Linked DNA regions of Zea mays: all the other regions are linked to region 1. Evidence: chromatin contacts called from public Hi-C and HiChIP or PLAC-seq data. All regions are on one chromosome and are shown on one strand. The core of a region is the stretch at or near the end of the contact, and the rest is flanking DNA. Distances in the headings are between cores, read along the strand shown.

Evidence for each region. Hi-C and Micro-C count contacts between places; a contact is called where the count stands out from the background. HiChIP or PLAC-seq counts read pairs in DNA pulled down with a chosen protein or histone mark.
Region 2: a contact with region 1 is called in a Hi-C map of leaf, with 2.3 times the contacts expected there. The contact joins the promoter of LOC100276046 here to the promoter of LOC541954 in region 1. A contact is called at or near these places in 4 of 25 Hi-C or Micro-C datasets (bundle sheath, ear and leaf).
Region 3: a contact with region 1 is called in an H3K4me3 HiChIP or PLAC-seq map of leaf, with 3 times the contacts expected there. The contact joins the promoter of LOC100282984 here to the promoter of LOC541954 in region 1. A contact is called at or near these places in 4 of 25 Hi-C or Micro-C datasets (ear, leaf mesophyll, seedling and 1 more) and 1 of 3 datasets of contacts at active chromatin or transcription factors (leaf).
Region 4: a contact with region 1 is called in a Hi-C map of tassel, with 4 times the contacts expected there. The contact joins the promoter of LOC100191199 here to the promoter of LOC541954 in region 1. A contact is called at or near these places in 8 of 25 Hi-C or Micro-C datasets (ear, endosperm, leaf and 4 more) and 1 of 3 datasets of contacts at active chromatin or transcription factors (leaf).

Annotation. Positions count from the first base shown.
Region 1 is chr6:89,024,950-89,032,533 of Zm-B73-REFERENCE-NAM-5.0, reverse strand. It overlaps LOC541954 (enhancer of zeste 1), which reads left to right and starts at 3,294. Exons shown (of 16, transcript NM_001111608.2): 1 at 3,294-3,433; 2 at 4,732-4,848; 3 at 4,938-5,269; 4 at 6,649-6,810. The coding sequence starts at 3,341.
Region 2 is chr6:88,154,749-88,162,332 of Zm-B73-REFERENCE-NAM-5.0, reverse strand. It overlaps LOC100276046, which reads right to left and starts at 4,495. Exons shown (of 13, transcript NM_001149931.2): 1 at 4,255-4,495; 2 at 3,952-4,022; 3 at 3,787-3,873; 4 at 3,214-3,342; 5 at 3,038-3,124; 6 at 2,837-2,890; 7 at 2,636-2,726; 8 at 2,454-2,524; 9 at 2,294-2,363; 10 at 1,273-1,325; 11 at 1,097-1,190. The coding sequence starts at 4,345. LOC103629525 reads right to left here. Exons shown (of 4, transcript XM_008650625.3): 2 at 6,099-7,584; 3 at 5,667-5,786; 4 at 5,145-5,573. The coding sequence ends at 5,706.
Region 3 is chr6:88,359,935-88,367,518 of Zm-B73-REFERENCE-NAM-5.0, reverse strand. It overlaps LOC100282984, which reads right to left and starts at 2,818. Exons shown (of 4, transcript NM_001155888.1): 1 at 2,748-2,818; 2 at 2,081-2,597; 3 at 958-1,143; 4 at 1-417. The coding sequence starts at 2,566. The coding sequence ends at 130.
Region 4 is chr6:88,378,095-88,385,678 of Zm-B73-REFERENCE-NAM-5.0, reverse strand. LOC100191199 (putative serine/threonine protein phosphatase superfamily protein) reads left to right here and starts at 3,571. Exons shown (of 3, transcript NM_001136634.1): 1 at 3,571-3,925; 2 at 5,351-5,910; 3 at 6,679-7,265. The coding sequence starts at 3,748. The coding sequence ends at 6,915.

The sequences.
Region 1 (7,584 bases), core at 2,045-4,544:
TGCATTGTTTTATCCTATAAAATTCTCTCATATCTCTCGTAAACCTACTCTCTCATGTCTCTACTCATTAAATTCTCTGTCATATAATCCTGATTGTTTATGTGGTATGCCATCACTAAGAATGACCTAAGTTTGACTAGTTTGATTAGCATGAATTGTATGGTCGCAGCCTTCTCCGTTTTTTTTATTAAATCCCGAACTCTGTTGCATGTTGTGGTTAAGTTTTTTATTGTTCTGTTCACCACGCTTGATAGTTTTATTAACATAAATGTGGTATCCACGAAGAAACAATTGTGAATGAAATTAAATATTCCTTTTCAAATACTTCTAATTTTTTCTTTCTGACGCGATGCGATACACCATCATTATTCGATTGTATTTTGTTTAGGGTTTATATGCCAAGGATAATAAAACGTTGGTGTGGTGGATCATTATGTATATATTTTATGTACAAATGTTGCTCATTCTTATACAACTTATCGGATCCGTTATTTTCACTTCTTAGGATGTACGTCCGCGAAGCTCTTCTCTGTTTCAAATCTTATTCACCAAACAATGCTATCTATAGTGGAAATCTCCTATTTTGCTTGGTCTGTTACGACAGTCTTATCGTGTCTCTATATTAGTCCACTACAAACATGTATACCATATAGATATTATGTTGCGGTTTTTTTGAGTACTAGATATACTTAAGAAACTCGTTCATATAACCCAATATATTTAAGGCCTATTTGATAACAATGTTTTTTAACTATAATACTATACTTTTGCAATTGCCATGACAATAATGTAGCTTTGGTTAGCTCAAATCATTATTTGGATACAACATTGTAAACTATGGTATTTAGACAAAAGCTAGCCATGCCATGAAATTGTTGGGTTGGGAGGAGCTTCCAGTACTCCAAAAATATCATGTTGTCTAAAATACCATGATTTTGAAAACATAGTTTTTATGAAAGAAATCAAGCACCTCGTAACATAAAATACTCTAGTATTCCTTCAAACTATAGTATTGCCTAGAAACTGCAAAATATTTTATTCCTAAACAAGCCCTAAACATTGTATATTATATTCACTAGAACCACTCAAGACACGGTTCAATTATGTGGGTTATATGTGTGGAACTGTATCTTAGACTTAGAGAACCATATAGAGACATTGCTTTACTAAGATATATCTCTTGTGTTTTTTTGCACTTACCTCCTTAGATATCACTTAAGGTACAAGTCATTTATGTTGATTTTGTATATACCCTAATGCAATACAGTTCTATCAATTAAATCTAAAGTTAATGTTTTTATAAAACAGCAAGAACACAGCCCAGATCATTTAAAAAGTGGAAGCATGCATGTTTTACCTTTTACGTCACTTGAATAAAACTAGGTTACACAAGCTCATAAAGGGATTCATCTTAATGTACAGCCAGTTAACCACACACTCTCCTTATTAGGTCCCTTTCCTCCCCGCTTAACCTAACCTAAACTGATGTTAGCTCTCGCCCATAAAAAATTCTCCACTTACTGACTTATCACTATATGTAGCATGCATATACATGAACACCATTGAACAAATTGAACTTAGGGAATATATATATATATATATATATATATATATATATATATATATATATATATATATATATATATATATATATATATATATATATATATATATATAGCACAATAATAATAAACGTTTCTTCTCAGTTTACATCATCCGGTATGCCATTACATATAATGCACATTTAGGCCCCTTCGTAATGCAAGATTTTAAAATACACGAATATACAAAACGTAGAAATAGATGTTTAGATAATCTACGGGAGAAACATACAAAACTAAAACATAAGGGTTTGGTGAATGTTTTATTCCTATGGTTTTCCCCATGAGATCAAGCGAGAAAAGCTGTCTACATTTTCTTACATGCAATCCATGTGAAACAAAGGGTGCTACGGTTGACTCAATGCATAGGAATCTTGATCCTACATTCTTCCTTTATTTTTTCTGTGCCCAAAGGGGGCTAAAACTTGATAATAAACATAACAATTGTATTGCATTGTGTCGAGGTCTCGAATGCATAGTCAACTAAATATACAAACACGACGATATTTAATTTTAATTGACATAGTGTATGTCATTTAAAGTTTTGAATCTGAATTTTTGTTAATACCAAACTAAATTGTTCTAGTTGATCCTTGTTTACATATTGTTTTGTTAGAACTGTAAAACTATAGCTGAGTGCTAATGCGCTTCAACATGCCGTGGTTGATGGTTTATTAACTGGATAGACATCTATGATCATAGATGGCTTGGTTTTGACTTTTGATGGGACCGCTTTAAGGAATTATGGGCCTGTTTGAGACAACTTTTTTGGAAGAACTTTTCTGAGAATATGAATTCTTGGATAATATAGCTGTCACGAGAATCTAGATATCACGAGGCTTCTATGCAGAGCAAGATAAAGGGGCATGCACAATTTAGGGTTTAAGAAGCCATAGATTCCTTGCGTCGCAACGACTCGATAAATTCTACATTTACGCGTTGAATCAAGCGATTTTCACACATAAAAATGATTCTCACATAAACGGACTGAGAAAAGACGACTAGAATTCAACCAGAAGCCAAAACAAACAAGGACCATGTTATGTTATGCTACGTTTTTTTTTGAAAATGCTCTCGGATTATCGTTTGACAGCTTCAAGGACAAATGCACAGAGACCGGGATTGTTTTATCTCGAGGTTATAATAAAATTTCCTTGTATTCGATATTTTATGCTGACGGAGGAACAAGCAACATAGGCCATACGGTAACTATTTGGGAACAGAAAAGACGAGCACACTGGTTTTTCCTACCATAAATAAAAACCATAATAACGCTCACACGTACCGATAACCCGCCGCGGCGCACCGTTTGTTATCTGACGCAGCCACGCCACGCGCGTTCCCTTTTAACACCACGTTCCCACGAAGAACCTACTTGAACCCACTGACATCCGGTCCCACTCTATGGCGGTCCAACAGATCAGTGACCATAGATAAGCCAAAGTCTAGTGTGACCCCTCACCACGGCTGCTGGCGCCACGAGATGACCACAGGTAACCGGTAGGCAGCCAGCCCGCTGCCAGCCTCACCCCACACTCCCACAGGCCACAAGGTCACGAGCCGCTCATTTCAAAACAAAAACGCCTCTCTCACCCTCCTCCGCAGCCCCGCTTCACCTCTCTCCCTCCCCCTCTTCTCCCCCCACCCCTCCCTCCCCCACCAAATCCTCGTTCATTTTTTTCCAAGCGACTTCGCGTGTGAGGGCGGGAGAGCGCGCGGGGCTAGGGTTTCCACGGGTGATGGAAGCAGAGGCTGCCGCGGCGGTAGTGGCGTCGTCCGCATCTGCCTCGGCTTCCGCGGGCCGGTCTCGCCCATCTAGCAGCGCCGCCCAGGTTCGCCTCTCCCCTCCCGCGGTGCTGAGGTTCCGCGTGCGCGGTCGGCGTGTGGTTCTTGTCTTAGGTCGAGGGGGCAATGTCGATCGGATTTGGTGGTCGATGTGGCGGCGATCGGTCGGTTCGGAGTAATTTGAGCAGAGATCTGGTGGCGTCTGTGGGGGTGTCGAGTTGCAGGCGCCGGATTTCGATGCGGAGCTTTGGCTAGCTGCTTTGTTTGTGCTGCTGCGCGTGCGCGCTCCTTTACTGAGGTGTCTGTTTTTGTGGCGGCGGTAGGTGGGGTTGCCGCGGTGTTTTTTTTCCAGGGGGCGACCTGGTTTCGTTTCTGGTTGTTTTCAGAGACGGGACAGTGGACTGGTCAACAGTAGACTGCATTCCATAAAAAAGTTGATGGAATCGGAATAACTACTGTACTTTCAGCCTGGAGCTGGACTCCGAATCTTTTCTGTGAGGTTGTATTGTATCATCTTTTCCAGTGACTTCTATATTGAATTCAGGGAATGTAGCTTCACAGGCTACATCCCTGCTTCGGATTGATTTGCTTTTGAACTCCGAAGAGCTGGACTATATTTTATGGACTTATTCCATTTTCCCGTGGAAGGGATTTCTAGGGGTGCAACCATTGTATACCGTGCGGAGATACTTAACCAGCACAATAAGGAACACTGTAAAAGGAATTGTTTTCATGTTCTTAAACGTTATTTTCTCTACTGTAATATCTTACTCATATCAGAATGCAGAACTAAGTAAGTATTTTTTTTTTGCATATGATTTCATGTAAACAGTGTGCTCATGTAAGATGATGTGAATGTGGATAACCGCTGGCATTATACAAGAATGAAGTTAGTCATGTTTAACTGTTATATGTAAACCTTTGATCTTGAATCGAAACATTCTTGGACTCAAGGAGTAGTATATTTTAAATGCCATTGCCTAAGTTTTGCTCATCTGTTGAATGAATCAAATCAATATGATATATAACTCAGGGATTTCATGTGTATGTGTTCCCTTAAAATGTTTGTTTTTATGCAGTCCATTTGTTTTTTTCCTAGCCTTATCTGCGTCTTGCATGCAAAACAGTCAAGAATAACGTTAGAATTGAGTATCCATTTTTCTCTTGTGAGCTATTTTTATTAATAATATTGGAGCTGTGCAGTGTGCACACAGAGAACCAATCGTTGGGTTCTGATAGTGATATTGATTTTGACCCAGAGCTGTTTGCCATTCAATCATATCAGCTGGCATGTGGATTTGTACTATGCCTGCTGTGATAAATTTACTGCGTATGCTTTTCTTAGGTCACCAGTAATTCGGCTGTGCGAGCTGGAGAAGAAAATGCTGCCTCCCTCTATGTTTTATCTGTTATTGACTCGTTAAAAAAGAGGATTACCGCAGATCGTTTGACTTACATTAAGGTGCCTTGAAGTTACATATTTTGTTCTTATTCAAAATATATGTACCCCATATTTGTGTTGCTAATTTTCTTCTTTTAATCCCTTGTCAGAATAGGATAGGGGAGAACAAGACTAATATCAGCAGCTATACACAGAGGACTTACAATTTATCAAAAAATAGGCAAATTAGTACATCAAAGGGTACTGATTCAGCATCAAATTTGCTCACAAAAAGGCAAGATGATGCGCTATGCACCCTGCATAGTCTTGATATTATTCCGGTTGACAAAGATGGTGGTACTTTTCAAGACGAAAGTCCTTTCTCTTCATCTAATGTTATGTTTGGTGGAAATCTTGGTCCCAAGAATGCTATTATTAGACCAATTAAACTACCAGAAGTGCCAAAGCTTCCACCTTATACAACATGGATATTTTTGGACAGGTCAGTTTATAATTATAGGCTTTTCTTGACATTCCAAACCCTGCATATGCTATCTAGGTACTGACAATAGAATGTATCATATACATGTTATAACACATTTAGCATGTGCAAGGTTTTGTGTTCAATCTTTATTTGGATTTTTCTAGTGACCCTTTAGTACTGTTTTTTTTTGTAATTGTCAAACCTGTCCCTTTGTTAATTGTATTTTATCACAAGAAATTTGGTGGAAGCATATTTTTACACTAATGTTTCATAAGTTTCATTCCTTACATACTTTAAGGAAATATCCTCTCCATTTCAAAATGTAGGCCGCTTAGTTTTTTCTAAAACTTGTCTAGTTTTAACCAAGGCCAACATCAAATTAGTTTCTGTGAACCTCTGTGAACCAGAAAAGCTTGGTTGAAGTTAGAGAAAAACTTGTCTAGACCATTTTTTGGTATTGTAAATGTTAATATATTTTTCTATAAACTTGGTTAAAGTTAGAAAAGTTTGACTTGAGACAAAACTTTTTTTTATCGAACGCGCAGGAGAACTGCACATCATATATAATAGAGAGGAAGAAAAGCCTTACAAAAGAGGGGATCTTGCTGAGCAAGTTCCCCAAGGATCCTACACAACCCCAAGGAAATTACAAACCGGTATCGTAACTTGACCTGACCTCGCCAAGAGCTGCAACTATGCCTAGGCTCTTTAGCTTTGAGACAAAACTAAAATGACTTACTTTTGAGGATAGAGGGAGTAGTATGCTTTGGTACCAGATTGTTATGTTTGTTATGACGGTGGCTAGTGTTGAGGGAGCGCAAGGAGGTCGACCAAGGGTCTTGCCCATGGTCGAGAAAGAGGAAAGAGTTTTCCTTCTTAATTCTTGCTTGATTAGATTGATACACCTTCTCTCCTTATATAGAGAGGTGTACTTGAGCCCTAAGAAAATATCCTAACTAATTCAATCTAACTTATCTCTTTTCTTATCCTAAGTAACCAAATCAATCTAACTTATCTCTTTTCTTATCCTAACCAAATCAATCTAACTTATCTTTTTTCTAACAAACCAATATAATCTCTCTTTTCTAATAAACCAACCCAACCTAATTTGTCCGGCACTCTACCTACCACACCAATTCTGAACTGATATTGTTGTGTTTGTATTGCTGCCAAATTATGAAAATGAAATATTTAACAGTAGTATGATATTGGAATATTTATGAAATAGTGTGCTATGATATTTGATGGTACACAGGAGTTCACAAATTGCTAAAATAGTTGTTATCCCTTGGCTGAAAAATAAATGCAAACATGTGTGCAAGAGGCAACAGTTCGTTTTGGGTGTTTCACAAGATTTAGATCTCTTAGCATGTAAAGGTTTCTGGGGTTTCATGCAGGAACCAAAGGATGACAGAAGACCAATCTGTACTTGGTCGACGGAGGATTTACTATGATACCAGTTGTGGTGAAGCTCTAATTTGCAGTGATAGTGAAGATGAAGCCATTGAAGATGAGGAGGAAAAAAAGGAATTTAAACATTCTGAAGATCACATTATTCGGTATGGAAGTTTGAGTTATTCCTTTTTCTTTTGCATTGTTGTGGATGGTATTTAAGTTATGCACTAATTTGTGATTGATGGATGTGATGATTTTTACAAACACAATTTATTGAAGGAATACAATTGCACTTAACTTTTGTTAATGTACAATTTGTTTTTAAGAAGGAATAGGTTAGTACACTCCTGAAGTATGATAAGTATGTAAATCATCAGAAAACATAATATGCTCGTTCAAAAGTATGGTGCCTCCAAGCTATTAGGTGGAGTTTGAACTCAATTACACATTTATACCCCGTTTGGATGTAGATATTGGTGCATAGAATTGAGAATTGGAGTTGTCTTTCCTGAATTCTGTTGTTTGGGCACATGGAATTGAGATTTGGAATCAGAGAGCCAATCCCGTGGTATTGGACTATAACTAGAAACTCTCCCTCCCAATTTAGATTATCACCCCACTGTATTGCGTGAAATCAGATCACCCAATTCCAAACTCCAATATAGTGACATCCAAACAATAGAATTGGAATTGCATCTCATTTCAATATCATGGCTGATTTGGTATTGAAACCAGTTCAATTCCATGCCCTTCAATACCGACATCCAAACGGATCATTATAGCAATGTATCTACAAATATTTTGTAATTTCAACACAATATTTTACTTATGCTAGAATTACCTGTCAGTCATATGAATGATTATGCTATTTTCTTAAATATTTTCTGTTGTAGTTTGTGCATGGTGTTTATGGTTAGTATATTAATTCTTCTATTATA
Region 2 (7,584 bases), core at 3,246-5,745, 870 kb after region 1:
TGCAAATTATATCGTTTTAACTTTTTAAAATACATAGCTTTTGCTATGTACCTATATAAGTTATGTCTATAGCTTTTGCAATATACCTATATATATATGACATGTCTAGATATATAGCAAAAACTAAGTATATAGAATTATAGAAACAAAAACAACTCATAATTTAAATATAGAGAGTATAAATTAACTACTGAGTTATGTTAGTTTCGGGTGCCAAGCGCTAAATATACTGTCTAGCCCAATCATGAAACTCAAATATGATGCAATTAGATGTTCCAACTTTCAAACCTAACACAAATTAACATGTGCTGATACATGGAAGAAAGGTGAGCTCTGTCTTATTACTTATGGAAGTAGTATTAGCCAAACAAGAACATTCCACAATAAATATTGTTGACACCTACTCCTTTATTACAATAAATACATATCTTATTAAATATATGCTTAATAGTCCATCATAATTCTTGAGAATGCTAATAGGCCTTTATGATAAAATTATAATAGCACGTGTCTATATACGAATGAACTAACATATTTGAGATGATCATCTAAGTCGTCAATGCCTCTCTCCCAGTTTTGTGGGATTCTAAGACACCGTTGTCATTTCTCTTGATAGCGCACCAACCTAGCAGTGCACGTGTGGATACTGTGAAGATATTATTACTATTGTCGAGGTGTTGATCAACAACAAACTTGAAGAGCACACGTGAATATGTTGATGTTGCTAGTACACGATAACGTATGACTACTTTCACTACACCATGCTCTTCTTTCGATGTGTTACACATCTAGTGATAACGATGCATGATAATCTATTTACATATTATCTTAGTTGAATATGATAGATATATTAGTGCATCGCACACACGTTTTCCTATACATCTCACTTTTGAGAAGTCAAGTTCTTTTTAATTTCAACCTGTTACATACAAAAAATACTGATATTTATATCTCCAAATAAATATGTTATAAAAGAATATTTTATAGTCAATCTAATGATATGTATTACATATAAAAATATTATATGATCAAACTTTTAAAAAATGGATCCTTGGTAAGTAAAGAACATGCACTTATTTTGTAAAGGAGGGAGTACCATTTAGAAGTAGCAACGGCCGTGGTGCAAGCAAAGGAAGTGAATAGGGGGCATCAAATTGCGAGTCCAGGCCTGGTGCTATCTTTTCCCAAACCTGGTAAAATATGTAAAACAATGGTAAATATGTTCATAAATGGCTTATTAGAAATAATAAGTTAAATAAATTAGACACTCACCCTTTCAACAACTTCTGTATCTAATTCGCTCTTTCCTAAGTCAATTCTTGCTTCTATAAATAAGAGCAAATAACAGAAGAAAATATTCACATGCAAAGGTTTTGAAATTAATATATCAAATACCAGTTATAATGTTAGATTTTTTAACCGTAAATAACAGCAGGGGAAGACTCCACTATAAAACTTTAACCAAAGAAACAACTGTACAGACCAAAGAAACAACCGTAAATAACGCTGCAAGATACAAAGAGGCAGGGATGGGCATTTAGTTTTTTTTAAAACATCCGTTCGGTTTTACGAAACTTCAGGTTTACAGGCATTAGAAACCGATCGGTTTACTAGAAAATAGGTTTTTTTGGTAAAAGCCGAACACCAAACTTGGTTAAAAGATAACGTTTACAACAAGTTTACGTGATAGATTACACTCATTTTAAAAAGTAAAAATTATATAGGTACATGAATTTATAGATACATCATAAATGACATACAAATAAGTGAATAACAATTTCATTACATCACGCATTTAGTTCACATAATCAAATAGTCTAATTTTATAATTGATAAAGTTTGGTATTACAGTTCGGTATACGGTAAAAACCGATTACGATACCGAACTTCGTAGATACAAAAACCGAAACCGAACTAAGTGCACTTTTAGAGTTTTAGTGACAAGATCACTATTAATGAAAAAATACGTACCATTTGCTACAAACACATAATCACTATAATAACACTTGGGAAAGAGAGTAGAAAAAAGCAACTAGAAGTAGATGGCTTGTTATGGAAAGGAGGGAGCAATGCATTATCTTTTAGGACAGATTTTAAAATCTACAAGTGCACTCATCATGGAACGGAGGGAGCAATACATAATCCTTTTTTTTCTCCTTCCTTTCATAAAGCTATGCCGTTTTACTTACACTAATCAGTAGGTGGCTTGCACCTCCTGTTCCCTTAAGAGAGAGAGAGAGAGAGAGAGAGAGAGAGAGAGAGAGAGAGAGAGAGATCATAGAACGAACCCCACCTTCAAATAAAGGCCTTATGCTATTCACCCTAGCCAGCCACATGTTGTTGTCAATGGCCCACCTGAATCCCTAGCCATAGAAAGGATCTAGCTTTACCCAGAGCAAAGCATGAAACAATACCTACAAATCTGTACGCAATGATTGTATATATATCTGTACCTGAACACCGATGATAGGAACGACGACACTGTACCGTGTGTCCACAAAAGCAGCAAACCACGCGTGCATCCCTGTATATATATATACATGCTGCTAACCGTGTTAGTATTTAATAATGGAGTCGGTAATCTTATTCAATCAATATAGGAGAACGATAAATCTGGCATCATCATCTGCAGCACCTCCCAGCGATTCGCCGGTGATCCCAACCCTACAGGGATCCACGTCCTCCCTCTCGCCGAGGTAGTCTCCAAGCTTTACCAAGTCCCACACCTGCAGAAAAGTCGACGTCCAAACAAAATTTGGCTGAGATTCCTCGTCGCGCGCGTCGTAAAAATCTATCTATGTAATAAAATTTAAATCGTATTTCAAAAATACAGCACCGTGTCAAAAACGAAAGGCATTGTATCCCCATTCCGCCAAGCCGATTTCAGTGCCTGTGTTTAAAAGTAAAAAAGAAAGAAAGAAAGAAAGAAAAAAGAGTAGAGCAGGGTGAAGCCACACGAAATAAAATAAATGGATGTCACCGTCCGTCAAACTTTAAGTGGGCACTGGGCACAATATGATCATAAGCAGATTATTACATCTATGTAAGTGGTTTCATTGCTGGCCCTTTCGCCGTGATAGCGCGAGTCAATAGCCACACAGACGTAGCCCTTGGAAGCATATGCCTGCAAAAGCAAACTAGTCAACGAAGAGCTATACGAACAGTATAGTCTACGGTGGTGCAGTTGGGACAGAGCGAGATTGGTTTACCCACCTCAAGCAGTGGGCGCAGCCACTCTTTGCACTTGTAAGAGCTGTGCAGGAACACGATAGCTGGTTTTCTTCTAGGGACGGGGTCGTCAAGCTTCAGCAGAAGTACAGGTACTCGTCCTTGTTCACCTAGCTGCGTTGAAAGGGAAAAAAAGTACGTAGTGGTTAGAAAAAGAGAGGGAAAATAAAAAACCAGCAGTGAGGCGTTGACTCTGTAGTTAATTAATTATTCTGTAGTTTAGTGTGGGAATACATGTGAGTCTGGATCTAAGAACCTAAAAAAAAGATGCCGACTATCAAGGTGCACCCAAGTATTCAGCAGAGGGATGCAATGCAGTCTGCATGTATGTGGAGTAAGATCGAGTGCACTATTATATTGTTGCTCTTCGATCTCGTGAGGCTGCTTAGAGACGCGATTGGCTCCTGTAGGCCACGATCCATCGCAAGCAAAGCAAGCAAAACTCAAGTTTAATTTGATATACTTCAGTTGGAAAGAGACTAGGACAATACCGTCAAAAGAGACAGAGAGATAGACTAGGACTGCTGGACTTGTCCTGATCATCTGGCCGCCGCTTACCTCAGTGATAAGGTAGAAATTTTCTTCAACCAGCTTCTCCCTCAAGTTCTCCACCTCTTTACTGGGGCACGACTCCATCGGATTTGCCTAAGATTACCACAGCTAATCAACGCCGACGTGTCTGGTCTCTTACAAAAGACCTTCGTTCAAATCAAGGGTCCTGACCTCCATGGTCGACGGAGGATTCTGGTACATCGGGTCCTTCACCGGACTCCCTTGCTCCACCGTGAGAGGCACTGGCGAATGGCGATGACAGGAAAAAAAAAACCAACCCAATTGAAGGGCACAAGCTTCAGATGTGGCGTATCGTTCTAAGGATTCAGGTTGTAACTTGAACTGTGATTATTTGCAGCATCTCGAAAGGTCCTAGCCAGACCAGCGATTTTAACCCAACTGCTTCAAGCACTACCAGAGCAGAGCATTTCAGCACGCGCGCGAGTTGGGAGAGAGAATGAGAGAGAACCTGACCTAGGAGATCGCGGCGGCGGCTGAGCAGGACCTGCAGGAACTCCGATCTGAGCCCGGCGCCGGCGTCGGCGTCGGTGGCGCTGGCGGCCATTTGTCTCACCGGGAAGGCAGAAACGCAGCGCCGAGGCTGCTGTGGCGGTGTCACGGCTGCTGGGGATGCGGACTGGGCAGTCTGGGCTTTGTAGTTGGAGCGGGACAAGTAACCGCCGCCCTACTTCCTCCCCGAGGCGGAGCAATGTGATGTGCTGTGCTGGCAGGATGGACTGCGACGTCGCCCCCAGATCACAGCATCGACTCTGGCTTCTTCCGCGGACATCGTCGTATCGTACATCGTCGTCACGGACGTGGCTTTGGCTGCTAGTGTTGTGTCAGCTCTGTTGACGCCCAGGACATCTACGATTCTAAAAAAACGGGCATCTTAATTATACTAGTACGTTCATATTTTCTACAGACGCGCCTAATGCACGGTCGGCCATCGCCATTGCCAGCCATTCTGCCCACATTTCTTCTCCTATTTATTCATTTTATTATATTTTATTATATCTCTCTAAACTCTCTCTCTACGTACAGACATCTCCAATCTTACATTTCTCTATCTAGCTCCTACTATACAATATAACTCAGTTATTTAATATTTTTATTAATTTGCATGGTTTTAAAAAGGGTTTTTTAATTTGGTGCCCTTAGTTTTGGTGGTGTGCTCATCTATACCCTTAGTCGTGTTTTTTGCTCAGCTATGCCCTTCTGTTCTATAGCACTGGAAGGGCACAGCTGAGCAAAAAACACGACTAAAGGTATAGATGAGCACACCACCAAAACTAAGGGCATAGAGTATTTGTACTACCATAATAAATATTGTTATCATATTATAGAGCTTAAGCTTATTAATATCGCAAAGAAATAATATCATTAATGTATAGGAGTTGAATCGTGCTCCCCGTACATTTATGGTGAGAGTTTCCTTTCCCCCGTATATGGAAGAACTGTTAGAAGGACCGTTGGAGCTGTTGCTCATCCCATAGTACACAGTATATGGTGTATTGGTGTGGGTGGGGGAGTGGGCACGCTTGGAGCTAGTGTTAGACTGATTACAACGCTTGGAGCTACTGTTAGCTGTTGCTCATCCCATAGTACTATACTGTATGAGTATGAACATGGCGTATTTACAAGGTAGATATTGAACTCTTTTTTACAAACACGCGCGTAGACATTTACTGCAGTTACATTATCTGTAGAAAATTCATGACTTCAGAGAGCTTATTTGCCACTAGTACCCATGCGACGTTGAGAATGCAGTGCCAATTAGAGAAGGGAATATGCTGCAAACATATTATGAGAACTTAAAGAATTAGTTACCAGCTAGCATTGGGAGGGTACAACGTGAGACATAAGCATAGATGTGTAATACGTACCAGTTTATTAGCAAGGCGATAGAGAATGTTTATAATCCTTCAGTCAGTAGCAGGGATGCGGCCTGCATTAGCGAACAAAATTGCTGCTCTTATTGCTTGTGCTTGAGACCTAATCTTCCTCTATGCAAAAGAGAAAATTACAAATTAATTTGTCATATATAAGGAATGCAAAGAAATACGAAAGAAGGCAGCTAGCTAATAATGATGTATGGCTGTTTTCAAAGTCTGAGCTAGTATATTTACTTCTTTCGGATACAAATAATCTACTATCAACGTGGGCTTGCCAGGATTCATGTCCAGGGATTTCTGGAATTCATCTTTTACGGCCTCCACCTCCTCGGGCATGATAGTGTACATTGTTTTAACAGAGACATGCTCAAGTGACATGAGGTGCTCCAAACCAAAGTTACAATCACCGTACTTATGCATTACCTCTTTCACCCCGAACAATAAATGGAGTTCTTTGAGGTTTTGCATACTCCCTGGTGCGAACACCACCGCCATGGATTCATAATCGATTTGCATCTCAGTTAGGCACCGGAATGGATAACACTTGTCAATGACCAACCTTTCATCTCTGGTTTCCTTCACATGTACACTGAGACAACGTAGAGATGGTATGCTCCCAAGGACATGGATATCTTGTACTCCCAGAGCTAATAATGTGATCTTTATGCTAGACAGGGAGCAGAGTGATGACATCCATCTTGGTACTCTAGTCATGATGACAGTTCTTGCAAGTGACTTCATATCAATGGAGCAAAGTTGTTGAGGACCAGGGTACAATTTGTCACATTCGGAACATAGGCTGCTCATCATGGTACCTTTTATTTTCATGGATTTGAGGCTGACAAGGTTAGATAGACATTGGATGAAAGGTTCCTCATAGCTCTCATCCCAATCACGAAAGTTGATGCCCAAGGTCCTGAGATTGGTCAGACACCCCAGATCATGCAGCATGCTTGGTGACTCGATAGTTATGGTCCCTTTAACTTCTTGTAGAGAGGTTAGTTTTCCAAATCCGTCTAGCTGTTTTATGCTCCACCCAGACCTAGAACAAAGCCGCAACAGCTGTCGCAAGTGAATAATGGTTGTCATCTTTACTTTGTGCCCAAGATTAGTTATGTCAAGTACTTGCAAAAATTGCAGATTCCGAATCTCCCTTGGGATCTCAGTAATAAATTTCGCATTGAGACTCAAATATCTCAGCTGAAACATATTGCAAATATCTTTAAAGTGGTGATTGTTCACTCCATTACATTTCTTTAAATTCAATACACGTAAGACCAGAAAGGCCGAAAGTTTTGGCGTCAACTGGAAAACTTCAGTGGACACAGTAAGTGACCTTACGTGGGAGAAGCTCATTGTAGCTAGCTGCTTGGCTTCCTCTTCCTGGCTAATTTGGAGGGATAACCGGCGGACCTTTTTAGGCAGATCAAGAGATACGGGTTGTTGCCCACCTACTTTTGTTAGAAAATGCTCCTCATTTGACAAGAAACTGATAAGATCAAGGACCATATCATGTATCCGACAAGATACGGTCTTACCATCATGGCCAATCCCGACAGGTTCTAACATACTTGTGTTAACTAACTCTTCAATATAATCCTTACCTACTTCATATAGGCTCTTCCCTTGTTCTTCATGGACAAAACCTTCACCAATCCATTTCCATATCAGACCTCTTGTTCTAATCCTGTAGTCCTCTGGATACAAACTTAGGTATAACAAGCAAGTCTTTAGATGTGAAGGTAGGTCATAGTAACTAACTGATAGTATCCTTCTCATATTCTTCACATTAGTACTGCCATCTAGACCATAACCCATGGATTGGTACACATGTGACCAATAGCTATGTGTGTTTATTTCCTTTCCAGTTTTATTGGCTAGCATACTTGCCATGGTAATGATAGCTAAT
Region 3 (7,584 bases), core at 1,569-4,068, 660 kb after region 1:
CAAACAGACCATATGTGTGTGCAGCTTATTGTTCTTCACCACCAATACGATAACTAAATACAGGCACGGCATCCTACGCGCGTTGCTAATGCGCCGTCGGATCGCAGCCTACGAAAACGCATTTGAAGTTCAGGCCCTGTACACGGCGCAGGCCTTCTTGGAGAACCTGACGGGCTTGGTCTTCTTGGCGTCCACGACGACGGGGCACGTCACGTGCACCTTGTGCGTCACCCGCACGAGCTTGCCGATCACGTAGCCCCGCGAGGTCAGGTCCAAGTCCAGCGTCAGGGGCACCGCCCCGCCCGTGCTTGTCGACAGCATCAGGCTGCCCCCGGCGCCGTACAGCGGCACCTTCTCGCCGTGGATGACCGCCGTCACCATCCGGTGGCTCTTCCTCGGCTGGTAATACCTCCGAACCTGAGAGTGATCGCAGTCACAGTAGCCACGTCAGATTCAATGACTATTACCAGCAATTCTGGCTTTTGACTCAACTGATGCAAACAGATGTCCAGAAATGAAAGGAAGGATTCATGCAACAACATTTGCTGGACTATTAGCACTGTCTATTGCTGAAGCAGCCCTAGTATACATACTGTCTTTATTCTTTTGTCCCCACAAACAAAACTTTTCAACTCGATCATGCATTTTGTACGATTAACTTGACAAGGAATTACGCATCCGTTAGTCAGATCTTTGACGACCTTTGAGGCTTTGATGCGATGGATGGGACAAATATGGATGGAATTATGGATAGAAAGGTGAAGCACATGAGAAATGTTTCGCTAGTGGAGTTTCTCTTAAATGAATGGCGAAGTTAATAGAGAGGTAAAAAGGAAGAGATTCGGCTCCTCGCGCAGTTTACTCTCTCGACACGAGGCAGAGCAGTATCATCAGTCAATGCGAGGACAGCACTTAAAAGCGGCTATTAAATAGGCCAAGGACGGAGGATGGATATACCTGACCGACTGCTATTGGGATCTCTGAATACATCAGGTGGATGGGGCCAGAAGTGACATGAATTCCAAACATTGTGGCAGGGTTGTAGACAGCTATGTGCAGAGAGCAGTTTGTTGTGACCAATTTTGTTGGAACGCCGCTGTGGTCCGTGCCTTCACCCGCGTAGAAGTCGTCCATCACCAAGCTCTGCACAAAACACAAGCGAGAGAAGTTCGTGGTTCAGGCCAGAAATCTGTGGCTGTGGCAAACACCACGCTCAGATCTACGGAAACGAAGTTTTGCCATGCCAAATAGTGCGAATCATAAACGCGTGTTGATCATCGAAGCGATTTTGTTTTCTTGCAAAATGCAGCCCCAAAAGTCAGCATGCTAAATGCAGTGCCACTGCCAGCCAGCAACATCCCATCAGAGATCTCATTATTAATCTGCAATGAGACTTGGTATATTTGACTTTTATTCAGTCTTCAGTGAGGTCCATTGTTTAAGACCTGGGGAACTGGAGATATAAAACAGATATTCGTTTATGATTCCATCAGATCTCATTATTAATTAGTTTATGATTCTGCAGATATAAAACAGACATTGGTTTCATTTTCAGAGGAACTGGAAAATGTTGGCACAAAGAAACCAGTCTGTTATTATACAGTAAAAAGAGCATCAACTGAACTTATACAATTCGAAGTCATGAACCAATCTATACTCCAACTAGAGCTTAACAAGCTACCGCAAAATTAGCCCCCCCGGGTTCACCACTTACTCGCAACCGCAATATCTGAGCAACAAAACCAAAATCACACCCACACCCAGCTTGCAATTGTAAAATCCCAATCTGCATTGCTGTCTTGTTCCTCATTAGTGTCCAACATATCACTGTCCAACTGAGCCACCAATCAATTGGATGGTGATGTAACCCATCTCGCCTACCGCTGGAACCGTGGGACATCAGACATGAGTCAAATTTAGTAACTAGCGGTCAATTACTCGGTTTAGGGATTAGATAGGAAACAACCAAACAGAGAGGAAGAGGAACGACTATTATCCCATAAACTGAAGAAGAAGAAGAAGTGAACTGAGGTTGCTCAGACTCCAATTTAGGGGTGGACGTGGAACTAATTGTGTATACCTTGACGATGACCTCGGGCTCGTACGGCCGGGCGGCGCCCCAGATGATGAGGCAGAAGACGGTGAAGAGGAGGACGAAGGTGAGGAAGCCGAGTATGATCTGGCAGCGGCGGGAGAGGCCGCTATCGCCGGCGAGGTCCTCGTACGGGCCCTCCTCCTCGATGACGTTGCACTCGGGCCACCCCTTGTCGTTGAGCACCTTGCGGTCCCCGGCGGCGCCCTTGCGGAGGTTGCCGGAGAAGCGGCTGACGGAGGAGGAGCGGGAGTGGCGGCCGTAGGAGGGGTGCGACGGCGACTCGTTGGGGCTGTTGTAGACCGGCGTGGGCTGCATCGACGAGGACTTGTAGCCGCCGTCGTGCGACTCCCGCGACGGGCTCTGCACGTAGTAGCCGCCGTTGCCGGCGGCGCCGCCGCCCCGCTTCGGCGACCGAGGCGGCGACGACGCCGCCAGGCTCGTCACGTCCGACTCCGACTTGGCGTGCATCATGTCCGTCCGCTTCCCTCCCACGGTTCCTTCCCTAGCCAAACCAAAACCAAAACCAACAGCAGCACACACGATCAGAGGCAGAACAGCGCCGGCACACGCGGTTTTGGCAGGGGTTGTCCGATCCGATCCAAACACACACGGCTCAGTCGGAAATGGAATGCCTCCGTCGTTCTACACGCACCTGCGCGAAGCGGGCGCGTGTACGAGCGAGCGAGCGAGCAGCGTGAGTGCTAAGTGGTGGACGTGGACTTGGGGCGCAGGGGCAGGGGAGGTGGAGCAGAGGCACAGGCACAGAACTCGCGCTCCTGGGCCTGGATGGCTGGCTGGACAGTGGACACCGCACTGGCAGGCGGCCGCACTAAAAGAGGTGGAGGCGGAGAGCGAGCAGTGACGCACGGAAAGGCCAGGGAACTTCCCTTGGGATCCGCTGCGGCGGGAGACACCGTGGCCAGTAGGGAGCGAAGGCCGCGTGGTGGTGGGACACGGAGCGGGATGGAGCACGGGCACGGCAGCGGGGTGCCGGGTACGTGGGCGACTGGACACTGGAGTGTCGGCAGCGAGTGGGGACGGTGGAGAGGAATGTGTGTGTGGCGCAGGCCACAGGCACAGGGGACCCATGTCTCTCGTCTTGGAGTTTGAGATCGCATTTTTGAAAAGATTTTTGTACGAAAATTTGTTGAATCCCGGGCATGTTTGTCGAATGAGTGCTGCTGGCACGTTGGATTGGATGACTTCTTTCGCTCACTTGCTGTCAAACGGTTTGTGTCGTACGCTCGTCCGGCAGGGTACTAACTACTAATGCCGAGCACGGTTGTCCTGAGCTTTGCAACTCTGTAGGAGGCCTGGTACATCACCCAAAGCACCAAAGTGTCGATTGCCATTCGTTTACACGTAGTAGCTAGTTCATTAACGTCTCATCTTCAATTTTAAACTTTACTTTTATGAAGATTATAAAAAAACATCCCGAGCTCTCTGGAAGACGCGCATCAAAAGTCCAGAGAGAACTGTCATTAACAAGACCTTACAGATCTCTTAATACATCCTTCATTTAGTTGCCCTTATATGTATGAGGGCTAAGTAGCCGTCTTTACGGTCTTGGCGTTTCTGTCAAGTAACGAACGAACATTTCTACACGGATGATTGGCCTGGCCCAGTCAATCAGGCATGGATCCGGACTGGACGGATGGGATTCCTTCTGGTAAAGCTAGCCCATCGGCGTGTGTCGGTCGTGTCAGCTTGTGACTTTGTCGATGGATGCCGTTTTCTTTCTTTCTTTCTTTTCTTTTCGAGCTTTGTCGAGCGTCTTTAATATTAAATCCTCCCTTATGTGATTGCGACTGCCCGCCTCCACAGTCCACACCATTTAAAACGTACTGGATCTTTGCAGAAAGGAGAACAGCACCGACAAAAAAACGCTATATATATTAGAGAAAGTTTACAATAAAACGTTTGTTTGGTTGGTTAGTTGAGAGGAAAACTAACACAAACGTTTCTTTCTTTTCTGTGTTGCGTATTATTCGTTCATCACACCGTCGAAATCCTCTGCAGCCTGTACAAGAGGGGAAAACTAACACAAACCCAAGCATTCAAGCAAGATGTGGACAAAACACAATCGCACATTGACTTTTGGTGGTGCTGAGTCTATTTAACCTCTCTTTGCACCCAATCTATTTGGTGTCATATGTAGCTGCCTAGAAAGGACGACACCCGATAGTCCTGCACGAACGAAGACTAATCCGTTGCTCACTAGGTCCGTGGCCAGTCCGTCCGATCTGGTGATTGTGCCGTGTCTGAACAACATATTTGACACATTAGATCGGCACATGTCTAACCTATATATATTTTTTTAAAATGTATTAAAGAATATATATAAATATATATAGCATATATTTTACAAGTAAAATATAGCTCTCCGTCAAAAAAAATGTTTTAAATATTCTATGTAAATATATATAACATATATTTTACAAGTAAAATATAGCTCTCGGTCGGGCCCTTACCGGCCTATGTGACCATCTACACTGTGGTAAGTGCTGATTGGTTTGGTCCAATTCCGTCCTCCACGCGTAAGTCCCGCCTCTTTTCTCCCACGTCACCGCCCCACAACGAAGATCCCCGCCAAATATGTGGCTTCATTCACATAAGAAAAGGTGAACAACCAGAGCCAATGTCCGTACATCCGTTGTAGAAACGTCGTACTGCCCAGCTCTTGCATGTGCAAACACGCTCCTCAGGCGGCGTCGTGGCCCGTGGCAGACGAATCCAACACCGCCTTTCCCAATTCCCATACATGTTGGCCTCATTTTTATCTCGCGCTTCCGATCGGTGTTATTCTTCTCGATCAGTACACATTGGCTGGTGACGAGAAAGGTCTGGACGTGGTGTTCTGAATGACCGGCTACTTCAACAACCATGTGAAGAATCTGATATATAATTATAATTCAGAGACATTGGGAGGCGATAAACGAGGAGACCGGTTGATTCAACAACTCCGTCGTTTTTTTAACCAATCTCTATCTCTACCCCTATATAATCCAACACTTCAAATTACCCTAACTACTCACAACAAATTAACCACAACCAAAACCCACCATCAAAACAAACACTCCAGATCATTTCATTTGTTGCATATCTCTTACTCAATTGCATCCAATTGTAATTGTTTTTTAGATCACCCCTCATCATCCCTCACCTTCCTCCTGTACGATCACCAGCCCCCACTAACACCCTCATCCCCACCTCACCAGTACGATCACCACCTCCACTACAACCGCCCCACTCCCGCGATCCCGTCGCCACCGCCTCAATTGCACACATCCGCAATCTCCTTCAACGCTGACGATTTGGTTGGATGTGGGGGTTATTTGGTTCAAAGACTCTCCGATCTCCTCTTCTTCTCCTTGCGTTCCCCTACCAAACCCTAATCCAAACAGCCAAACCCTACCCGCTTCTGCTCGCGCCGACCTTTTGGGCTCTCACAGTGAGTGGAAAGAATCCACAGGGCTCCAGTTGGATGCCAGAAGCATCCAACATGTTGGCGGATGACCGGGAAATGGCAGAAAAGGAGGTGTCAAAGGTTGGGGCGGAAGAGATGGAAGAGCAGCAGCAGGAAGGGGAGGCAGAGGAGGTGGATGTGAAGTTGCAACACTGCCGCCACCACCGTTGTCGCACTTAAGGATCACGTCATCGCCGACTGCCCAAAGGCCATAAAGATTCCATTTCCTCGAGTTGAAGATAGATATGCTCTAGGAATCCTGCTGTCGCATAATGTAGCATGACGTGCCAGTTACCAGCTAGGAGGTGGAGATCCTATTTAACATATCTCCCCACCCACTCACTCGGATTTGAGTGCTAGGAATGTTTGCCAGAAATCATATCCATTTTTTGTTTAAGCAAAAGTTTATGTTTTCTGCTAATAAGAATGCTACAATATTACACTTTTTTTATTATTATAAATATTGAATCTGAAGACTTTTGCACTATTAGTGAAGTTAGATACTGTTGAAAAAAACTTCTTAAGGGTCCTACAAGTTTAGTCCACTTTTTTGTCTGATGTGTTAGGGTGTAGCCGACAACATCAAAACAATAAATTACTAAATTGTGGGCATCTACCTCCGAAATAACTCTTAGATGTAATTAGTAGGTAGTTTTTCTTAAATTATCTACTTTGTCCCTATTAATTTGTTTACTATTTTGTGTACATTCCCCAAATTATTGTTTATGAAAGTGAAGAATTGTTAAACCTTTTCAAATATGTGACTTGCTTCTGAGATTTAAAAGCTCGGCCAACCTAGCCGAAAAATATGGCATTGGAGACAAGAAGAAATATGCCCCCACATTTGAGCAAAACATGACTTGAACCTGTATGGTAGGAGTGTACACAACACACATCCCACCAACTGAGCTTGGTTCAGTTCATTTGCATGTTGTGCTACATGTTTAATTTGCATCTTGGTTCAGTTCCTTTACATCTTGCCGAGACTTCTTAGCTTTTCCATAGTCTAGAATAGTAACTTATCGTATATGCTCTCATCCTCCTTTATAATAAATTGTTCAAACTTGCCTTTGTAAATATAGAGTTTGACACTCTTCACATTAGTTGTGCCCTCATGAATTTCCATCAACCTTGTCCAAATTTCATGAGCGACTGCGAGGGTTTTGATCATGTTGAATTCATTGAAATCCAAAGCATCATATAGCACATTCATAGCTTGATCATTGACTAGAATATTTTGCTCATCACTAGTTGATGGCTCATCTTGCTTAAGCAAAACAAAACCATCTCTTACAATTCTCCAAATGTTTCCACCCATATCCCAAAGATGAACTATCATTCTTATTTTCTAATAGTCAAAGTTGTTTCCATAAAAATGCGGTGGCTTTCCAATATTGTGAATCATCTAGGCCCCTAAGTGGTGTTTTGGTTATTAATGACAACTGCTTGTGGACTAACAATTCTTGAAGAAATAAGAATGTAGGATTGGTCCATAAGAAACAGGAAAGTCTTTGAGACGTATAACCATTGGTTATGGATCAAGTGAATACAAAGGTATAATGTAGGTTTTGTTTTTGCCGGTCATCAGGAGTTTAAAGAAGTAATTAACCGAATTAGTAGGCTAGATATCCGTACTATTAAGAGGGGTCAATGAACTTGATCAGTGTAAAACTTAGTGCCTCATAGAGCATAAACTGTTGCATTTGCATGAGGACTAACAGCTCTTTGGGTTTTCAAAAGTCAAAGTCTTTTGTTAAAGCTCAAACTAAAATTACTTAATTCTATGGTCGGTGGACCGTCCGCTACTTTGTCAAACGATGTCTGCTGGTGCACCTGTCTCTGTGTTCCTGTGCGGACCGTCCGGGTCAGGAGGTCGGACCGTTCACATGAGCCAAAATGAGTTTGGGTAGGGATAGTGTGTTTTTGAGTCATTGTACTATGGACTGTCCGAGTTTTTTAGCCGGACAATATGTGGTCCTGGTGCGGACCGTCCGACCATGATTGCCGGACAGTCCACCCGTGT
Region 4 (7,584 bases), core at 2,322-4,821, 650 kb after region 1:
AAATTGTGGCATATATCGAAGTCTGTATGATACTGATGGTTGTAATATAGTGGTGAAATGACTATATTAAAATAACAAAATTTATGTATGACCAGAATTATAAATGGATTATGAAAAAATTTCTCGTAAAAGTATAACATACATTTTATATATAAATTATCGTGGTACTATATGTTTCTACTGAATAGGAAATGAAATGACCAAGCTATGCGTGTCACTGCAGGCGGACCTACAAGCTCTTTGGAGGAGTAGAGACTTGTAACACCATAAAAGCCATCAACTAAAAATAATGAATTTAGTTATTATGATAATATGGTAATAATTTTTTAAGTGTTTAATTATTTATTTGCACTTTGAATCATTTTTCTTTGTATGCGCATGATTGATGATCGGATGTTTTGTAGCAATTCTTTAAAAAAAGGAAAAAACCCTAACCCTAGACGGCCCACTAGGGGCCCATCTATTTCCTAGCACCGCGCCGCGCCCTGACTGGCTCTTCTCCAGCCACCGCCGCACCGTACTGCTGCTCTCTCCCTCTCCCCATATTCTCTCTCCTCTGCCTCTCTCTCTCTGTCCAAGCGCGCACCAGGAGCCCTCTCCGCGCGCGCGTGCTATGCACTCGGCCACCAGCCGAGCCGTGGCCCCGCGACCCCGCGCGCCAAGCCAACGAGCCCGATGTCCGCAACATCGACGTGCTAAGGAATCCGCCGCGTGCCCCCAACCCGAGCAGCCCAAGCCGTGACGCCGCGCCAGGGATCGAGCTCCTGCCCAGTCGCGGCCAGGAGGAAGGACCGCGCGCCCCTGTCCCGACCGCGCTAAGCCTGACGCCGCGTGCCCCGCGCCCAAGCAAGTCAACAGTCGCGACTCCAAACGCCATGTCCGAGCATGTCCCATGGCCGTTTCTTTTCCCTCTCCCATTTTCTCTCCATTAATGCCATGGAGAAGAAACTGACGCCATTAATTCGTTTAATGGGGTTAAACGCCGACCGTTCTCCTCTCCCTGGCCGACCCTCCATCTCCCTCTTGCTCCCTATAAATCCGACGCCGAGCTCTCACTTCTCCCCTACCCGAGCTCACCCCTCTCTCTAGCTCTCCTCGCTCGCCATCGCTAGTGCACTGCTCGTCACCGGAGTTCGCCGTTCATCGCCGGAGCCACGCACCCGCCATCCAAAGACCGAACCCCTGCTCCTCTCCATCCGGTCGAAACCCGTCGAGCCGTCACACGCACGAACCCAAGGTTGAAGACGACCCAAATTAATTTGTGTATTTTATAAAATACTTTTGATTCGATTAATGAATTGTATATTTAGTTTGTTGTAATATGAACATGTGTGATCCACAATTCATGTGTATGTGCGGTATGGAATTTTTGGTAGAGATATGCGATTATTAGTGTACCGTGATAATTCATGTTAATCGATGCGTTGATTTTTGGATTAGAGAAATATGACGAGAATTTAGTAGTCACACGTTGGTGATAAAAACACTAGATAGGAAATGTTGTAGTTAAATTTGGCCACAAGGAACTTTAGAAACTATTTGGAGAATTATAGTCATAGGTTCATTTTAATGAATTTAGAAAATGGTATAGAACTCATGTCATATAAACATTATAGGATTTTAGATGATTTATCACTAGGTTATTTTATTAATATTGTCTTTTTATAAAGAAAGGAGAAAGTACCACCGCTAGTATGGAAAGTAGATTTCTACTAGCCAAATAAATATGTTCACAAATATAGCACTTAAATTTTTTTAGAGTTAGTAAAATACTAGTTTATGTCAAAATAACCCCGCTTGTGTTATAAAAAGTTCAATTAGTAATTTATAGGGATTTTTTAGAATATTAAATTTATTTTTGGCTATACTCAATAATTCTAGCTACAAATAAAAAGATAAAATCTATTAGTCTAAATATTAGTATTAAAGACAATAAGTACTATTTATTTTCATTAAGGATGTTAATACATATAAATACTAGTTAAAACTGTATTTATAGCACCCACTCATAAATTCACCATTTATGACTCACAATAATAGCTATAATTGAATTAATAAGTATTTACGCGTTTAGGATGTATTTAAGGTGTGATAAGTGCGATGTGTTAATGTGTATGTAATGGTGTATGTTTATGTAATGGTGCATGTTTATTTATTGGTGTATGTTTTCTCTTTGTATGGCAACATACGACGTTATTAGAAGCTGATTTTGTGGTAGAGGATTCGAATACGTTCGAGGACGACCCGCAAGACGCTTTTGAGCAAGGCAAGTGGATTCTCCCTCTGCATATTCTTGTTGTACCCACTCATTGCATATAATAAAGTTTACTTTTTGATATACTGCATAATTTGATGGGTTTTACCTAATTAAGGATTTCCTAGATTTACCAACTGTATTCCTTGTTTACCCTGAGAAATTATTAAGCTTTGCAAATTTGTGCTACCGCTCAACTTAATGATTTTAATGTCACTCATTAATTGGTATAATGTTCCAAAATTGAAATTGGCAATTATGACATTAACCCGATGGTTAACGCAACATTATTTCAAATTAATTGGAACATGGAGCGGCCACCCAGGATAACAGTGCAACCACGAGTGCTATCATGGCTCTGGCTTTGGTAATTAGCTTTATATGCTTAGTACCTAGCAACCTTACCTGAAATATGGGCAAGAGGGGGTGCGGTAGGTGTTGGCAGCCCACGTTAACATGAGGATGTATTCTTGGCTAAGGTACCTCACTCAGGGGGCCACCACCATCGTCTTTAGAAACCTTAGTGGGTTGCTTCGTATTAAGTGTATTTTGTGAAAGCCTCATAATGGATCCCTAGCCATTCACCTCGGCAGTGTTTAAGGGTCCGATCAACCCGGGCTAGATGGGATGCATGGCTTGTGGGTAAAGTTGTACCACCTCTGCAGAGTGTAAAACTGATATATCAGCCGTGCTCCCGGTTATGAGCGACCTGGACTCCTCACATGATAATTGAACTTGAAGATGGAATTAAATTGAAATCCGATGATCTGCCAATGATTTGCTTAAGTGATTTCACTTAAGTGTTTTTGTTATATTCATATTCCTTTGATTAAATGAGATACTTGTGATTCACACTTATTAGTAAGACAAATGTTGTTAATAAAATATTGACCAGCTAAAATGCTTACTGCTCAACCTTGGCCTCATCTTGTTATACCTGCATTAATTTTTTCCCCACTTGCTGAGCTCTGACCATAATTGAGCTCACCCTTGCTAATATTTTGATCAAAGGGTGATGCTGGAGACTTTGATGGAGATTTTGACGACAATGAATTCTAAGTCTAACGATACGCCGGTCATCTTCCTGTGGGAGATTGTCCCTGTTATTTAAATTTCGCTTTACTTTGATGTGATACTTGTTAAAGATACAATGTTTCAGATAATGTAATAAAGTATTCTAATCTCTTTACACCTTTATTACATTGTCTTTTGATATATTACACTTGTGACGTCAATATATGTGTAAAATGGATCATGACACATATGTATGCCCTCGTTATACCCCTAGAACCGGCTGTGACAAGACTTCCAGGCTTCCAGCCATCCCTTCTACGCTCTCCCCGTTCCCGTGTCGTCCTCCCGACAAAGAGGGAGCCGCTAGGGTTTAGCGGCTTCCGCGTCTGGGCGAGGGCTTACCCGCGAGGGACGGCGCGACGCGGCGGCACTTGAGCTAGGGTTTAACCCTCCGATCCCGTTCCTTTCCCGGCGAGGCGATGGACGAGGCGGCGATTGACGACTTGATCCGGCGGCTCCTCGAGGCCCGCGGCGGGCGCACCCCGCGCAACGCGCAGGTGACTGACGCCGAGATCCGGCGCCTCTGCGCCACCGCCAAGGACGTTTTCCTCTCCCAGCCCAACCTCCTGGAGCTCGAGGCCCCCATTAAGATATGCGGTAAGAGCTCCCTCCCGACAACCCTGGTATGCGACTAAGCGTGCTAGCCTGTTAGGTCTGCTAGCCTGTTAGGCTGATATTTACCATATTTTCTCTCTATCCTTAGTGTAGTCTGTTAAAAATCATTGGGAGAACTGCAAGAACACATCTCTAGTCATTTTGGAATTTGAAATTTGGAGTCTGCCATACAATTTATTTATTTATAGCATTTACATCCAGAAGAGCCTGCTCCTCGCTGTGGCATTCTGGTCTCTGTCTACAAAGTTCATTATAACAAAAGCAAGTTGGACATATGTTATATATTGTCATATTTTCATATGACATTATATCATGCTAAACTGCTCAAGGTTGCAGATTAGAGAGAAAAGTGAGCTTGAGTGGCAGGAAAAAGTATTCTTTGAAACTTTAATCACTAACTTGCAGGCTAGTATGTTGGTGGTTATCTCATGAGCATTTTGTGGTTGCCCAATAAAAGTAAAGTGGCGAAGAAAATACATATCAGGGAGACTGATTCGAAGGAAAAAAATTTGTGGTAGTGTGAATAACTTAATTTGTTGTGTTCACATAGTTTGTCTATTTTTATTGGTCACATAGAGGAACTATCCCTTGACACAGATAACCATGACATATTGTGTAGATCTATACTTTCTGCAGCGTAGCATCCTTTCATAACACAATTGCTAAAAATGGCTTACCTTGCCAAGTCAACAAGTATTCATAATGTTTGGTTCAAGATGAAATTGTGTGAGTGCTATGCTATTTACCCTCTGTACTAGACATAAATGTGTCGAAACTCAATGGGAGGGTCATCACCCCTAGTCAGTAATCATGTTGCATGTTTAATATTTGCCAACCATGTGGAACTATTTTGTCTTGTGAAACTTGTGCTAAGTTCTGTTAACACCATACTGCAAATATTATATTTGGTTTCTTTGTTGGGGCAGCTGAGGCTTGCTGTCCAAAGGACATTCTTTCTAATTTCATTTTGCTATTTGAATTTTCTTTCATCTAGTTTATGGTGGTATTGGTACTGTCATATACTCTCTCCATCTTGAAGTATAAGTTATAAAAATGCATTCCATAATTTTTCTCATATGGCTTATATGATGTCAGAAATATTACTGTTCCTTTTTATAAATTTGGTCAGACTTGAGACGGGTTGACTTAAGATAAATGAAAATACAATATATTTCAGGACGGATGGAGTAAATAATAGCTACCTTTACACTGGTAGCAGTTATAGAAGTACAAAGATTATTTAGTGTGCTAAGTCGACTAGCAGATATTGCATTGCCATATAGTTAGCCGCATTGCAGTAACCCTTGATGTTAGTGCATGCTCTGTAAACTTGTCAACTAACAATTTGCGATGTACATTGATGCATATTGTGGATAACGATAACCATTTAACTTCTTTGCTATGCAGGGGATGTCCATGGCCAGTATTCAGACCTCCTTCGATTATTTGAGTATGGTGGCTATCCACCAGATGCAAATTATCTGTTCCTGGGTGACTATGTTGATCGGGGGAAACAGAGCATAGAAACAATATGCCTTCTCTTGGCGTACAAGATAAAGTACCCAGAAAACTTCTTTCTTCTCAGGGGAAACCATGAATGTGCCTCGATCAACCGGATATATGGGTTTTTTGATGAGTGTAAGAGGAGATTCAATGTGCGTATCTGGAAGATATTCACTGAGTGTTTTAACTGCCTCCCAGTGGCTGCACTTATTGACGATAAGATCTTTTGCATGCATGGGGGGTTGTCTCCTGAGCTAAAGAACATGGATCAAATACGTAACATTTCTCGTCCTGTGGATGTTCCTGACGTTGGTCTTCTATGTGATCTGTTATGGTCGGACCCTGATAAAGAGATTGTTGGGTGGGGTGAGAATGACAGGGGTGTTTCCTACACCTTTGGAGCTGACATAGTTGCTGAGTTTCTTCAGAAACATGATCTAGATTTGATCTGCAGGGCTCACCAGGTATTCATTATCTTATACACATTTCTTGTAAGTAAGAACAGTTTTTCATGGTTGTGATAATTTCTAGTTGATATTATTGCAACAAGTAATGACTATCATGCTGAAAATAAATGACCACCAACCTGTCACTCAAAATAAAAAAGTAATTGAAATCTTTATCTAAGATAAGATGGTATGATCGTGTAATTTGGTATCTTCTGAAGGTGGACATTGCTTCTGGTTTATATCGGACTGTATTTGCTTAAAAGAAAGTATCAAAGTAAATTAGTATACTCACGGTATCAACATGTTTGCACTGTTATCTACCATTTTTATTAACAGTGCTTAACCCTCCTGTTTAGTAAACAAATGACAAATCTGTGTATGTGTCTTTTTGCAGGGCGAACTTATCATTTGTCTGATAACATATAAGCTAAAGTTCTGGATATTTGCTTTTTTTTTTACTTTGTTTGAGGCCATCGACCTTGCTGTCAATTTTTTGCTGGTATTTTACTTGTATCAGCTTGAATGCTTAAGGTCAACCTAAAATTCTTCAGATTATTATCCCATTAGCCCTTCTTCAGAAATATTAAGATTAAATTACCTTTTTCTGATACATTTAGGGCTAGTTTGGGAGCCACAAAACCGGAGGGGCTAGAATCCCATTCTTATTCAAATTTGAATGACTGAAACATCTAGAGTGCTATATCTGTTGAGCTGTGAATTACAATTTTGGTTGTGCACTGCTTTCATTACCATTGACTTTTTTAACTGAATCTAACTTCACAGGTCGTAGAGGATGGCTATGAGTTTTTCGCAAATCGCCAGCTTGTAACAATATTCTCAGCACCGAACTACTGTGGAGAGTTTGACAATGCTGGTGCACTGATGAGCATCGACGACTCCCTAGTATGCTCGTTCCAGATACTCAAGCCTTCTGAAAAGAAAAGAAAAGCAGGAGCTGAGAACATGCCAAAGCCCGGTACACCTCCCAGGAAGATAAAAATAAGTGTTACCCGCATTTAGCCAGATTCTCGTTATCAAACTGGATTTGAGAAGTTGTGATTAAATGCTCCCCAAACTTGTTATGGTAGGTTTTTTGGTGAGCTTAACACGGTGTTAAACTGTGGAGTGTGGACCACCGTGCTTATGTCTTGCTGATCTGAAGTCATGCAAATGTATCCTGGCGTTTTGCCAAACAAAAAAGATCATGCTAACAGAAACTTCTGGATTTTTTTTTTATTGTGGACCTCTGTTCTTATTCCCCAACAGATGCAACATGTTTATGAATGGGTAGCATTGCTTGCATTGGAGATTGTGCTTTCTTTTGTACTACTTAATAAATACTTAATAGCATGTATAAGGTCTGTATTTGGAAACGCTAACTAACAGTAACAGCACATGCCCTTTACTGATGTTTATGCACGACTGAAGTCGCTGGACATAGCCCGTTTTTTAAAGATCATGAGCTCAGCTAACCTAACAGTCAATGCAAAGGCGATTTTCTTTTGCTGGATAATGTTTTTGTCATTATCATACGGTCAGGTACTCCGGTAGTTGTTCTTTTTATCACTATTGTTTTGAGCATGCTCAGACGACGATACCATGCGACGGCCCTTAATCATTAACGATTTAGGCCTACTTGCTGTTCAACAAATCCACACGGACACCCATAAATTTAAGCTTTGGTACCGT